2 separate regions of the Mus musculus genome follow, and region 2 is linked to region 1. A link is a contact called in public HiChIP or PLAC-seq data. All regions are on one chromosome and are shown on one strand. Each heading gives the region's core, a stretch centred on a gene start, on an enhancer-like site or on the middle of the called end of the contact. The rest is flanking DNA. Distances are from core to core; before and after follow the strand shown. Region 1 has its middle 96 kb from the start of Gm32240. Region 2 overlaps Fggy (FGGY carbohydrate kinase domain containing).

Region 1 (7,287 bases), core at 3,307-5,806:
GTCAATTTGAATTCACAACCGTGGTTCAAATAAGAATGGTCCCATGGGCTATATATTTGAGCTCTCTCCTTCTCCCTCTCTCTCTTTCTCATTGCCCACCTCCTCTTTCTCCCTCCCTCCTACTTATGGATCAAGATGTGAGTTCTCAGCTAGTACTCTAGTGCCATGCTTGCCTGATGCTGCCAATGCTCCCTAGCACAATGGCCATGGACCTTAACCCTCTGAAACCATAAGCTCCAAATAAACAACCGTGTTCTTTTATAAGCTGACTTGGTCATGGTGTCTTATCACATCCCTGGAGAAGTAACCAAATTCAGAAGCAGAGCCAAAATTCAAACCCAAGTCAAAATCCAATGTCATAATTTCAAAACAGTGCAGAGGCTTCTTTTCTGTATGGCCTGTGACGATGACGGTGATTTCTGGAACTTCCAAACAATTTTTATAAAGAGGGGGAGGAAAAAGAGAAGATGTGGAAAAGAAAGAAGGAGAAATAGGAGGGCAGGGGTAAGGAGAAGGGAGTGATGGAGGAGGAGGAGGAAGAAGAGAAGGAAGAGGAGGAGGAGGGGTGGTGGAGGCAGCAACAATTAGTTTATCCTTCCTCAAAGCTCAGAATATTTACACTTACACCCTTTATGGAAAGAACTTGGTGACCTTTTTACTCTGTGCCCTTTTCTGGGTTGGGCTGATGCCTGTTCTGAGGATCAAATAGGAACTGGAAGTGTCTGTGTGGAGTTCAGGGACACTATTTCCCCTTCCCTGGGTTCATTTCACATTAGAGCAATGAGGCTCCGACCTGCCCTAGAGGAAGATTGTGTCATAGACTGCTTTTTTTTTTTTTGTTGTTTTTGTTTTTGTTTTTTCTTCAAGGCACAGCACAGTTCCTTATTCCTTTTTTTAAATTAGATATTTTCTTTATTTACATTTCAAATGCTATCCCGAAAGTTCCCTATACCCTCCCCTGACCCTGATCCCCTACCTACCCACTCTCACTTCTTGGCCCTGGTGTTCCCCTGTACTGGGGCATATAAAGTTTGCAAGACCAAGGGGCCTCTCTTCCCAATGATGGACAACTAGGCCATCTTCTGCTACATATGCAGCTAGAGACACACGCTCTGGGGGGGAACTGGTTAGTTCATATTGTTGTTCCACCTATAGGGTTGCAGACCCCTTCAGCTCCTTGGGTACTTTCTCTTGCTCTTCCATTGCGGGCCTTGTGTTCCATCCTATAGGTGACTGTGAGCATCCACTTCTGTATTTGCCAGGCACTGGCATAGCCTCACAAGAGACAGCTATATCAGGGTCCTTTCAGTAAAATCTTGCTGGCATATGCAATAGTGTCTGGGTTTGGTGGCTGATTATGGGATGAGTTCCCAGGTGGCGTAGTCTCTGGATGGTCCATCCTCTGGTCTTAGCTCCAAACTTTGTCTCTGTAACTCCTTCCATGGGTATTTTTTCCCTATTCTAAGGAAGAATGAAGTATTCACACGTTGGTCTTCCTTCTTGATTTTCTTGTATTTTGTAAATTGTATCTTGGGTATTCTAAGTTTCTGGGCTAATATCCACTTATCAATGAGTGCATATCAAGTGACTTCTTTTGTGATTGGGTTACCTCACTAAGGATGATATCCTCCAGAAACATCCATCTGCCCAAGAATTTCATAAATGCATTCTTTTTAATAGCTGAGTAGTACTCCATTGTGTAAATGTACCACATTTTCTTTATCCATTCCTCTGTTGAGGGGTATCTGGGTTCTTTCCAGCTTCTGGCTATTATAAATAAGGCTGCTATGAACATAATGGAGCATGTGTCCTTATTAGCAGTTGGAACATCTTCTGGGTATATGCCCAAGAGTGGAATTGCTGGGTCTTCAGGTACATCTACCTCTAATTTTCTGAGGAACCGCCAGACTGACTTCCAGAGTGGTTGTATAAGCTTGCAATCCCACCAGCAATGGAGGAGTGTTCCACTTTCTCCACATCCTTGCGAGCTTCTGCTGTCACCTGAATTTTTGATCTTAGCCACTCTGACTGGTGTGAAGTAGAATCTCAAGGTTGTTTATATTTGCATTTCCCTGATGATTAAGGATGTTGAACATTTTTTCAGGTGCTTCTCAGCCCTTCGGTATTCCTCAGTTGAGAATTCTTTGTTTAGTTCTGAGCCCCATTTAGACTGCTTTTTCTATTCTGCCCCCAGTTGCCCTGTCACCTACATTACTGTAAAGAATTAATAAATAATTATGCTTCAACAGATTAGAGAAACATAATCTCCCATATAATTCATCCCTTCTATCGTGGGTTCCGAACACATGACATCTATGTCTTTCAAGCCAAAATTAGGCCCTTGACTTCAGGCCCAGCCTCCTAGCATGTGATATTTTTGATTTCCTCAGAAATAGTTGCAATATCTTTAACTCTCTCCTCCCTTAACCTCCATGGTATTTGTCTTAGTTATAGTTTCTATTGCTGTGATAAAACACCATGACCAAAAAGCAAGCTGGGAAAAAAAAAAGTTTATTTGGCTTACACTTCTGCATTACTGTACATTATCAAATGAAGCCAAGACAGGAACTCAAACAGGGTGGAAACTTGGAGACAGGAGCTGGTGTAGAGGCCATGAATGGGAGCTGCTTTCTAGCTTGCTTTCATGGCTTGCTCAGCCTACTTTCTTATCGAACCCAGGATCACCAGCCCAGGCACAGCACCACCCACAATGGGTTAGAATCTCTCTGATCAGCCACTAATTAAGAAAAAAACCTTAACAGGCTTGCCTATAGCCCCTCTCATGAAAGCATTTCCTTAATTGAAATTTCCTCTTCAGATGACTGACCAGCACAGTATTCAATATTAGCATCCAACCAATCAATACATAAATAAAGGAAGAACCAGCTCTTTTCCCTCCTATTTGTTGCCCTGTACCTTCCTCATCTCTAGGCAGTATCCCTGGCATTGTAAGGATGAACACAGCTCCCTAGTTTCTGACCTCTTTATTTCCCTTCTGTCTTACTTGGTCCTGTATGGTCAGACAGTCTTTGCCCTTTAAGGATTTGTCTCTTTTAAAGTTTTAAGCACCAACCTTCTCTTCCCTAAGAGAAACCCAAGCAGAATGCTCCCCGAGACCCTGTGAACATACTCTCACCTTTAACATTGAGTTTGCCTTGTTGGCTGACCAGTAGTCATCCCAGCTCTATACTTGCCTTGAAAGACAAGTGGGGAACAAGTTTAGGCCTTGTCGCACCTGCAGGTCCAATATGTCTTCATCTTCTTCCAGGAGGATGGATTCTACCTGTTCAAACCTTCATCCTTGTTCCCAAGGGGCTCCCCCATCTCTAGCCCTTTCTTCCTCAAATAAGTCACTACACTATAGTTAGGACAATGAATTGCCCCTCGAGGCAAGTCCCCCTCAGTCATGTTCCTGCTCTACTGTCTTCAGTGGTCCTTGGTGATTTCAGAAGGGTACCCTCTCCCCAGGTTCCTAAGACCCAGATCTTGTTGCTCCTTCTCTCTCCTTCATCATCATTGATTTACTCCATCCCTCTTTGCTATGTCAAATCGATGAGAACACTCGAAGCATTCCTGACAATATGACCACAGATTCTTTCCTCATTGGGATGCCTGCTGCCAACTTCACCTTGCTGAAATCTTCTCTGTAGTCCTTAGGTAGGTGTAGGATATCCTTCAAGGCCCTCTACATCCACATTTTTTTCTGTTCCCTGGTACTCTGGGTCCAGGAAGTTAGACTGGGTCTGTAGTTTCTTGAGTCTTCTGTTTTTGCTCATGAGTTGCTCACATTAGGAAGCAGCTATCACATGCTGGGCTGGGACCCAGGCACTGCAGATCTAGAGGTTAATAAATGATCACTGCTCTCTGTGCCAACCTCTGACTTCAGCACAGGCAATTACACTTGAGCCTCATTAGACATAATGACTATGAGCACAGCACCAATTAGTAGACAAGTCCTAGTTCTGTGAATTAGCTGGGATGTGACTTGGTTATCACTCTGAGCCTCAGTTTCCCAATCTGCAAGTACAAATAAGAGTGGGACCTCGGGCACTTGCTCTGAGTATGCTGAAGTAGTTAGCATGCTGCCCTGACTTGTACTTGACACTCAGTGAGCATCCATTATTCATTTTATTATAGCAGGTTTGTATAAATTAAGTAAATAAATAGATCTATTCTTGAATGAGAACTGACTGAAGGCTCCACTCACTCAGGTCCAGTTGTCTCCCATCCTCTCCCAGCAGCCACAACTATGCTGTTTTTTTCCAAAATTTGGGAGTCCTGGGTCCTGAAGAAGTGACCCTGGCTTTTGCTCCAGTTTCCTTGCTTCAGAATACTGTTCCCAGAGCACCATGACCCACTCTGTGGCTAACACATCTGGGTGCAGGTGGTCCTGGGGTTTGTAAACAAGAGTTGCCAGACTCTAGCCTGAAGTTCCTGGTTTCTCAGAAACTGCCTGGTTTCCTGCTCAGCTGTTGCTTTTTCTGAAAGGCTTCTATAAGCCCCACTGCCCTTCTGGTAAATCTGACTGGCAGGGGTTCCACTTTCGCTTTCGCTGGACACCCCCTGAGGGAGATTTCTCAGCAGTAGGGGCACTTTCCTTTCTCTTTTGGCCCAACCCTGTCTTCCCCCAAGGCTTCAGAGCTTTTAGGATGTACTTAGTTTCACACTGCTGCTCCTCACAGTATCCAGATTTCCAGCTGCCTCAGAGGTTAGTGAGTGTGGTACTGTGGAGTCTGGCCTGTCAGGGGCACGCTTCCCATCCGATGCCTTGGCTCAAACACTGGGGTTATTCCCTGGGTGCTGAGGAACCTGCAGTCAGCCTCCATCTGAAAACACTAAACAGAGGACTTAGAAACACTTCCTACATTGGCAGCAGCCTGCTGTTATAATTGTTCTGTTCTATCTGTAATTGTTCATCTTTTACTGGGCCTAATTTGAAAGCTGAACCTTATTGTGGGTGTGTCTGTGTGGGAAAACCTTGCACACCCATACTTCCATGCTGTCTGTACTTTTAGGCATTGTAGCATCTTAGAACAAGTCCCCTGCGGACTATGGGAGCTTTCTGTATACTATCTGTTCCTCCTATCATCCCCACAAGGTGGACATGATCTCAAGCCAACAAAGGAGACATGGGTTTGGGTGATGAGAAACCTAGAGAGCAAAGGTTTAAAAAGAAAAACCCACACCTTTGACCTTTAGGAACAAAGTTTGTAATGACTGCAGATGGAAGGCCCCCAAGGGAAACTCACCACTGCTATTTCAATTGCCTTGATTTTTAGAAACTACCAGATTACTTGTGCGTATTTGTCTTTCCCCCTGACCACTTTTCCTCAAGAATTGGATAAGTGGTTCAGGTCAACTTGTCCACTTGCCCTAGTACATGGTTTGAGTTGAGGGAGGAGTGATGAGGGTCCAAGAAGCCAAAACAATCCAGAAAGCTGAGAATGGATGGAGGGTAGCTACGGGTACCAGATCATGGAGGGACTTATAGGGCACCGGAGGAGCTGAACTGAATTCTACGTGCAAGAGGAAGCCACTGGAGGCTTCAAAGCAGAACTCTTGCATGATATAAAAAGATAATTCTGCAGTAGAGTGAAAGGCAGCTAGAAAAATCCAACAAAGCTGTGTTGAAAGCTATCTCAGCACCTCAGGACAGATCTGTGGGAGACTTACAGGCCTGCAGTTCTCAGGCTGCAACAGGACTGGGTAGAGCTTTCTGACCCAATTGCTAGGGTTTCCCCATCAGTGGTTCTGGGCAGGGCCTGAGAGTGTGTTTCTACCAAAGTTGGTACTACTGCTCCTCCGGCGCTACTGTCTTAGAAAAGATGAGGCTGGAGAGGATGAGCAGGGCATGACTTATCCCCCAGAAGATCTTCATATAGGTGAAAAGTAGGTGAACAGCAAAAAGAAGTAGTTTGAAAGCAGCAGATGTGTGTCTGTTATCAAATACCCAACCCCCTCCATGCAGGTGGAGGAGATGCCCTAGGAAGCTTGTAGTAGAGGTATTGGTCAGTGGAGTTTCAATGCTTAAATGTCAGGTGACCAGCTAAGGGAGGAACTTGGGGAGAGTAGTAGAAGACAGTATGCAAATCAAAGGGCATGTAGAAAGCAGCAGCATGTTTAAGAGATTGGGGCCAAGAGACCCAAAATGAAGGGTCTGGTGTACATCTGAGAGTTGCTGAAAGCAGCTAAGCACACACTTCAGGGTGCTCCCAAAGTTTCTAAGTCCTTCCGATCACATTTAGAGAATTTCATGGTTAGGTTCATCTTTTAGCTGGGTTATCAGGTTCATCAAAAAGCAGCAGTTGTTTCTTCTTTGCGTGGCTTGAATCTGGGCTGCTGGTAATGCAGGCAGTCATTCTAACCCCAGTCACATGCTAGAGTCAACGGTCATCGCGATCCAGAGCGCCAATGCCTTTCAGGGCTACAAACAGTTCTGAGGATCTGGGTTGTGTGGACAGCATGGTTCTGTGGGCTCCTGGGAGGCAGCATAATGTCATTTCTTCTGTTTTTTTTCAATGCTTATTTGAACTTTGGGTTTAACTGGGTTTCTTATATTTTATCTAGAAATCCACATCTAAGGGCAGGAGCCGAGCTTCCCCTCCGGAATACTCACTGATGTGATTATTGCTTTGTCTACCTGGGGCATAAGATTGACACAGAAAGCTTCATGGAGTCAGTTTCAAAACAGGAATGGCCAGGCCTGACAAATAACCTTGCTAACCTAAGTCTTGCTGCTTAGACCAAGGCAAGAGGATTGCAAGTTCCAGACTTGCTTTGTGAACAGAGTGAATTTCAACTAGCTAGAATACTTTTCTGAAACCCTATTTCAAAACTTAAAAACTTAAAGGAGGGCTAGAAATAAAGCTTTGGTAGCAGATCTTGCTTCACACGCAAATGAGTCTAGGCTCAGTTTCCAGCGTATACCCAAGCATAGTACAGAGTGGCCCAACTCCTCCAACGTCTCCCCAGAGGGAACCTGGAAAATAAGGGCAGGAGCAGAATACCCTGGGATGACAGGGGCAGTCATGCCCTAGGTTCTGTTTCTAAAGCTCTTCAGTGGTCCTCACGCTGGTCCCTGCTCTCATCTCCTATCTTCTGAACTCACTGGAGAAAACTCAAAAAGTGATTACTTGGATCAATACATGTAAACCTCACCTTCCTTCCTGACATCATATAACCTGGGTCTAAGAAGATTGTTGGTTTGTTTTTCCAGGTTACAGGGATCTAGAAGATCACAGAAGATTGTCTGACCTCAACAATATTGTATAAATTACCCCAAACCCT
Region 2 (7,287 bases), core at 1,638-4,137, 540 kb before region 1:
ACTTAGTCCTGCACCTTGCCCTGCAACTGACATTACATGAGGCTAGGGGCTCCATTCTGTCTACCACCATGTCTCTGACACTTAGAGCAGGGTCCAAGCCATCAATTAACTGGTGAGAGAATGAGTCTCTGAGCCAGCGGTTGACAGTAACATGGGACTGAAACAGTCATGTGACTGAAATGTCATGCGAAGGTAAGTAGGTATCCACCAGGCGCAAAGAATCCGCCTACATGACAAGTGCCAAGGTTGAAGATCCATGTGGATTTCACAGGCAGTTCTGGTTCCTTACGTGATTTACACCTCTGCTTCTTCACTCAGTTCACAGTGTGATCCTAAGTTAGGATCTCCACCCCTCTGTACCTCAGTTTCCTGATCTGAAGGATGGGGATAAAATTCCACCTACTTTCACAGGATGACATGATTTTCTAATCAATAGATGACGGGAAATGCCACAGAGGAAAGGTCTGCAGCAGAAAGGCTTCCTTTAGACAAAGGCTACAGCCCTCTTCTTGCCTCTCTAGGGAAGCCCACTTAGTATCTTACCTATCTCCTCCAGTTCAGGTCAGCTCTAGCCATCCCCCTACACAGACAGTTGGTAAACAGAATCCTTCTGACATCTTAGAGGACTTGAAGAATTATAACAGAACCTGCTTCTCACTGTGCTACTAAGCCACCAGGAAAAGTGACAGATCTGAGAGAGGCTCAGGCCTGGCTTCCTCCCTGCTTTCTTTCTTTTGGAGTCCTTCCCCATCTCTTTAATGCCTTCAGCCCTGGTAACCTCCGGGCCAGTGGATGACACAGTGGACATGAAACTTAAATAAACATTTGAAGATAGGGATCCTACTTGGAAAGTTCTACAGATGAAATGGTTCCTTTAGACAAAGGCCACAGTTCCCTTCCCTCCTCTTCTAAGGAGGCTCATTTGCTAACTTACCTAGCTCCTCCAGGTCAGGTCAGCTCCCACCCCCTTACAGACAGCCAGGAAACAGAAATCAAATAGGGACCAGGCTCACTGCACAGGTGCACTGTGTGGGCTGGTGACAGCGCACTCAGGTGGAGCTCCCATGTTTGCATTCTGTGTGAAGCCCTGGGGACATGGTGGCTGTTACTGTTAGACTCAACATGGCCAAGAACAAAGGCTCTGTATGGATGTCATGGGAGCTGGAGAGCAGAGCTTCGAGGAAGGAAAAAGACAGATACCAGGCCACAAAGAAAGGTACTGGTGGCTCAGCCAGAAATCATACTACACGCTGTGTAAATCTGTTACCACTCAGGCCTCCTATTGATAGAGAACTGGGTTTTTTTGTTTGTTTGTTTTGTTTTGTTTTGTTTTAAGACACTCTTCCAAACATTGTTCATCTTCAGCTCTTCACAATAGACCCACAACTTCACAATTTCTGAGTAGGAAGGAATGAGTCCTAGGCTGCTCCCTTAGACAGTAGAGGCCAGGGGAACCCCCTAGTAGCTCCTCATTAGCTCTCACTCTTGAATTGGCTTGCCAGAGTTTGAATTCTGGCTTCCTTGCTGACACAGCTGTGCAATATTAGACAGGTTGTTTAACCATTTCTTACCTCTGTTTTCTCATTTGCAAAGTGCCCTCTGGTTAAAACTGAACTAAGCTCCTATCTTGGGCTGGGTCCCTCCAGTTCCTCATCCCTAAGCCTAGGGAATAGAAATAGGTTAGCAGCTATGGGGGTCTTCCTGGCTGCCTAGGTTTTCCTTACCTCTGTAAATAAACCCTTTATTCAAGTTGGCCAAGTTTAAGTAAGCTTACCTTTCCTGCCTGGCCTGTCACCTCTGATCTCCGGGTCTCTATTATATTCTTCTGCACACTGGTCAGAAGACAATGGAAACTTTGCTGTTTGGTAATGGACTTCTTGGAGACATCTTGTTCTTTGTATCCTCAAGCCAAGTACTTGACAGCCTGTGTACCCAGGGGGTGCTTGTGAGTGTTGGCGGGAGGAGGGGTGTTGGGGGGTAAAGAACTAAAAGTCAGAATAGTGAGACAGGAAGAAGGAAACCCTAGAGAAACTGCCAGCCCTAAAAAAGCACAATTTACAAGACTGAACATTTAGTCCCAAGTCTGCAGGACGGTTACAGTTACTTGGTACACGCATGCAGACTGTTTTTGGAAATCACAGTTAAGTCCATGGCCAGGGTACAGGAAGTGCCTCTGGTGCCCAAGTCATTTCCCAAGGTGGTACAGCCCATATTTCCTGCCTTAATAAAGCCTGCTTTTCCTAACCTGGCCAAAATTGCTTATAAAATCTTAAACTCTTTTTCTCCACCATGCCTTCTCCTTTTGGGGCATAGGGCTGCCTGGAGGGAGGAAGTGAAGCAACAGGCTAGGATCACTCCCTATGAGCTCCAAGAACCTAGAACTCAATTCCCCAGAGTGGTCTACATGAGGTAGACAACAACGTTGTGGTTTTTTTCAGAAGAGGGACCCCAGGCTCTCACAAGTAAAGTGACTTCCTCTACGTCAGACAGCTGGCCTGCTGATCTTTCCACTACTCGGCTCTGCAATTTTTCATGCGGATGTCTGAGGATTTCATACTATGCTGTGTTTTGCTCTACATTGTTCTGGACAGGGAAAGCAGCGCAATTGTAGTGCTTAAAGGTACCAGGGCCTCACCTTTCCCCAGGCTTCTTTACAGAACAGACTCAAGTGCATTCCTTTCTCTGAGCCCTGGGTAAAGGCAGGAAGAGGGAGGCTTTGCCTGGAATGTCAGCTATTTTATCGGATGCATTAATGAGTTTAGCAGAAGCCAAAGCATTTGAAGGCAGATGCACTGTGCCATCCTTTGTCAGTCATGAGTAGAGGAATTTCAGGCCAAGAAAAGGTCTCTTTGTCCACAACTGTAACTAGCCAGTAGTTAGAGACAAAGGGTCCAATTTCTGCCTGAACCCAAACAGCCACTAACAGCCTTCCATTCAGCAGCCCAGAGAACAACAGTTCCCAATGCAGAGCTTGCAGCAAAGTGGCATTCCCTGGCTTTTTTGACGCTCAGGGACACATGACTAGAGGATGGCCCATTTTCACAAAACCCTGAGCTGTCGTGCCTGCCCAGGCTGTTCCCAGGTCACCTCTGGCTACCCTGCTCAAGGGTCCTCTTTTCCCCATTCCCTGTACTGAAGCTGGCTTTTAACCTGCTTCCATCCAGGTGGGATGTGGCTTTGGGTAACTAAAAGCTAAGAAGTGGGGAATCACAGAGCAGACTTCAGGCCTGTGTCTTAGCTGAGCCATCCAGCTGATCTTACTTTCATTTCTGTCTACTCCACTCTTTGTGGTCCACTTCTGCAGGTTTACAAACCTTGGAACAGGGCTGGCATCATCGGAGAGCAATAAAGGAAAGGTCCAGAAACCTGGCTCAATGGCCCAATCCCAATCCCAATATTATGTGGCTGCCTGATTTAGGGAAGCCAATTGAATGTACCTCTCCTGTCCTTCTTCCTTCTTTGTTTGACTACAATGCAGTCTACTTTCTAATTTCAGCAGTTAGGGAGAATTAATGATTGCAGTATGATTCCTACCAACAGACTAGGCACTTGGCTGAGGGGGGCAAAGTCCATGCTTCCCCACATCCTAATCGATCTTTAACACAACATGCTTTTCTAGGTGAGCCCCCAAATTGTGCCTTGGTCTACTTCTCTGTAAGATATGAATAGGTATTCTAGTTAGTTCCTTATTTAGTACCTTATATGCAGGGAATGAGCCTATCACTTGGATAAAGGCCCCGTATCTGCATGGCCTGGAGCAGGAATGATCTCATGAGTCAGTCTGAGCTCAGACACCAACCTACTCGCTATGGAAGAAACACAATGGGTGGGTTCATACGGAATGGAGCCCAGGGTAAGGTGGGCTCATGACAGACATCTATGCCCCCCGCCAACTACCACCACAAGGGGAGCCTTATCCTGTGCTTATACCTGGTGTCTGGGTACCGAGCAATGGGTACAGGAGGGCGCAACAGTCTCCAGGAGACACTTGGGGAGAAGATACTAGAATGTTGAAGGTACTAGCACAGGGAGACTTGAAGCTAGGTCAGGGTTTATTTATACCCCTGCAAGGTGTCCTCCCAGAGAGCTTTTCCTGGAGCTCTGGACTCTTCCCAGATGCCAGTTTGCCACTGTCCCCTACTCCCTATGCCCATCACAAAGATGCTAAACGCATGACTTTACGACCAGAACCCCTTGGGCACTGAGATGGAATCTCAGCATTTGGGTGCCCTTGGAATTACAGGCCCATGCTAGATCTTGTCCACAGCATTTTGGACCTAGGTTCCTTCTTCAGATAGCCTGATCACTTACCCTGTGCTACAAGATCCAAAACTGAGCAAAGTGCACATTATGCTCTTCCCACTCAGGGCTCTTCTCACAGTGTATTTATTATGTCTGTTTCCTTTCTGCCTTTCTGGGGAGTCCATGAGCTTCATGGAGCTCAGGTCATGTTTTATTCATTTGTTTGTCTTCAATATTCCCCACATAATGCTTGGTACTCAAAAAAGATGGGTAAATGCTCCTTGAATTAAGATCTGTCCTTGCCAACTTTGGTGTCTTGTTTAGTAACTGCACATATCTGAGAGTGCTTTTTTCCATCATGAAGACACAGATTGCACCATTACCTCGATAACTTGAGTCACCACAATGGTTCCCTATCCTCAGCCTGCCTTTACCTTTCACCTCTGCTGACAACCCAAGGTTTTCCACCAGCCCTATATCCCTGCCCTGAGGCTTACCAGTAATGTCAGCATGCATTTGCACAAAAAGCGGATTCTTGCTTAGGCCTCCACATAAGAAGAGGGTACTGAGAGAGTGCCCTGCTGCCTCCATTGTTTCAATGATGAAGCGAGTCCCAAACTTAAAGGAGAAAGCAGAAGAAAACATTAGGGTGGCAGTGAAGGCACACCATCAGCAACTCTCATATTTGGCATGTGCTTGGCCCGGCACCGAGCACTCTGCCTTACCCTCCTAGAGATTTGAGGCTCAGGGGTCATGCCTGTGATCACACACTCAAGCTGTGATCGCACAGCTGGCTCACACATAGAATTCTACCTTGTAGAATGACTCCCAACCCCTGCATGCTCCTTTTGCTTCTCTCAGGATTAATATGACAAAGAGTAAAACAGTTGGGCTGTTATCACAGCTCATGTGTTTACTTTTTATATTGTTTTAATTTTGTATGGGATTATAATAAAATTACATCATTTTTCCCTTCAAGCCTCCTGATATACCCCTCCCTATCTTTCAAATTAATAGTCTTTTATTAATTTTTCTTACTTAATGTCTGAAGCATGTGGGTCTTTCCTCATCCACTCTAGCATGTCTATTGGTGTTCATGTTTGGGCAGTCAGTTATGTTGCTGAGATTTTATGCTTGTAGCTTCTGACATTCTTAGGAGACATGGTCTTCCAGCAAACTCTCTGATTCTCTGATTCTTACAACTTTTCCATCCACTCTTCTGCAATGTTCTCAGAGCCTTAAGTATCACTTCTCATTTTAACACAGTACATTCAAATGTACTGTGATGAGAGTCAATTGTGGCTCAGGCCCTCTATGAGGGTCTTCCCATGGGCTCACACGTGGGGTGGTCTCCATTCACTAAATTGGAACTGACAATATTGTCATTAGAAAAGTCACACACACATACACACACACACACACACTCACCAAGAGAGAGAGAAACAGAGAGACAGACAGACAGACAGACAGAGAGAAAGAGAGAGAGAGAGAGAGAGAGAAAGAGCAAAAAATAAAAATAACAACCTTCAGAAACAGAACTATGAAAAGATATAAAGCCTTTGGCTAGCAAAAGACTAAGAAAACTAAAACTGTGTTTTAATTGTGTTCAAATTGTGAGCTGGGGTGATACAGAGGGCACACACTATGGTTGGCTCAGGGCTTTATTCAAGCCTTCTGCTGTAATGTCTGTCATATCTTCTGGAAATGAGTCATCTCCACTCCCAATTTGCTGAGTTTACTACTTATTCAGTATCTTTGCTATGCTTTGTACTACCTTAAAGCCATTAAGGTGAATCTTAATGGGTAATTTGTAGTTTGGGTTTGGCTATTTAAGTAGCTGAAACCATAATTTTGGGGGGATGTTCAAAACTTAGAAGCTCAAAATTCCTAATTTATTTGAGGGTATGGTATTTTTGTTTGTTTGCTTGTTTGTTTTGACACAAGGTTTCTCTGTATAGCTCTGGTGAACCTGGAACTCACTTTGTAGACCAGGCTGGCCTCGAACTCAGAAACCCACCTGCCTCTGCCTCCCAAGTGCTGGGATTAAAGGCGTGCACCACCACCACCCTTCCTGTAGATGGTTGGTTGTGAGCTACCATGTGGTTGCTGGGAATTGAACTCAGGACCTCTGGAAGAGGTTGGTGCTCTTAACCACTGAGACATCTCTCCAGCCCCTGATTTTTTTTTTTAAAGCTAAACTATGATGTAGCATTAAGAAGTCAGTTAGGGTGATGTTAAGAAGTGTTTCTGAGTCAGACAGTAGTGGCGCACACTTTTAATCCCAGCACTTGGGAGGCAGAGGCAGGCAGATTTCTGAGTTCGAGGCCAGTATGGTCTATAGCGTGAGTTCAAGGACAGCCAGGGCTACACAGAGAAACCCTGTCTTGAAAAACAAAACAAAACAACAAAACAAACAAAAAAAAGAAGAAGTGGCTCTGAAGAAAAACAAGGAGAATATTTTTAGTGGACAGAGAGGTCTTTGAATGTTTAGAGCCTGGGGAGATGGCAATGCTGTAGGTGTGAGGACGGGAGTGAACTTCTGGGTAGATGTGGGAGGAGGTCAGGGAACATAACAGGCTACTGATCCAGATGGCCCAGCATTTCAATGCATAGTGAAGCAACCTTGGAGAGACAGGGATGGAGAAGAGAAATGAGCCAATATAACAGATTTTAGTAAAAGTGCAAGTGTTACTGGGAAGTTGGTATCTGATGTGTGCTGAGGGCAAGAAGAATGAGATGGTTGGCCCAGGTGAGAAACAAGGTTTGGGAACTCCATAGCATATGACCTAGTCTCAGGACCTGGGGGGTGGGATCTAGGTAAGGGAAGTGCTCCCTTGATAAGGGTGCCTCCAGGGTCATCTTCCCTGGCCATGGGAGTCCCTCCAAAGAGGGGAGGAGCCAGAGGGTAATTTGGGGCAAAAGGATAGGACAGCCCCATTGATTTATAATAAATAATGAGGCACTTGGGCAGCCAAGAACAAAAGGTACACCAGTTACAACAAAGAAGTCTTAAGAATTTGCTGAAGTTGCCCAGGAATCAGGTGA

The links. HiChIP or PLAC-seq counts read pairs in DNA pulled down with a chosen protein or histone mark.
Region 2: an H3K4me3 HiChIP or PLAC-seq map of the 230-238 cell line shows a contact between it and region 1, with 15 read pairs. The contact joins two enhancer-like sites. A contact is called at or near these places in 4 of 484 Hi-C or Micro-C datasets (the HPC-7 cell line, LSK cells, bone marrow-derived macrophages and 1 more), 5 of 115 datasets of contacts at active chromatin or transcription factors (the 230-238 cell line, DN3 thymocytes, acute myeloid leukemia and 2 more) and 4 of 9 other capture datasets (embryonic stem cells, embryonic tail, embryonic trunk and 1 more).

The regions. Positions count from the first base shown.
Region 1 is chr4:95,300,785-95,308,071 of GRCm38.p6, reverse strand. No RefSeq gene overlaps it. Among named protein-coding and RNA genes, the nearest start is that of Gm32240, 96 kb to the right of the region's middle. Within about 2 kb of position 4,556, at least 135 of the 459 cell types and tissues checked have an H3K27ac peak or open chromatin away from gene starts, as enhancers often do. A contact at or near this core is called in the 230-238 cell line, DN3 thymocytes and bone marrow-derived macrophages, where this site is marked.
Region 2 is chr4:95,841,646-95,848,932 of GRCm38.p6, reverse strand. Fggy (FGGY carbohydrate kinase domain containing) reads right to left here. Exons shown (of 16, transcript NM_001113412.1): 13 at 4,740-4,860. Among named protein-coding and RNA genes, the nearest start is that of Hook1, 120 kb to the left of the region's middle. Within about 2 kb of position 2,887, at least 111 of the 459 cell types and tissues checked have an H3K27ac peak or open chromatin away from gene starts, as enhancers often do. A contact at or near this core is called in the 230-238 cell line, DN3 thymocytes and bone marrow-derived macrophages, where this site is marked.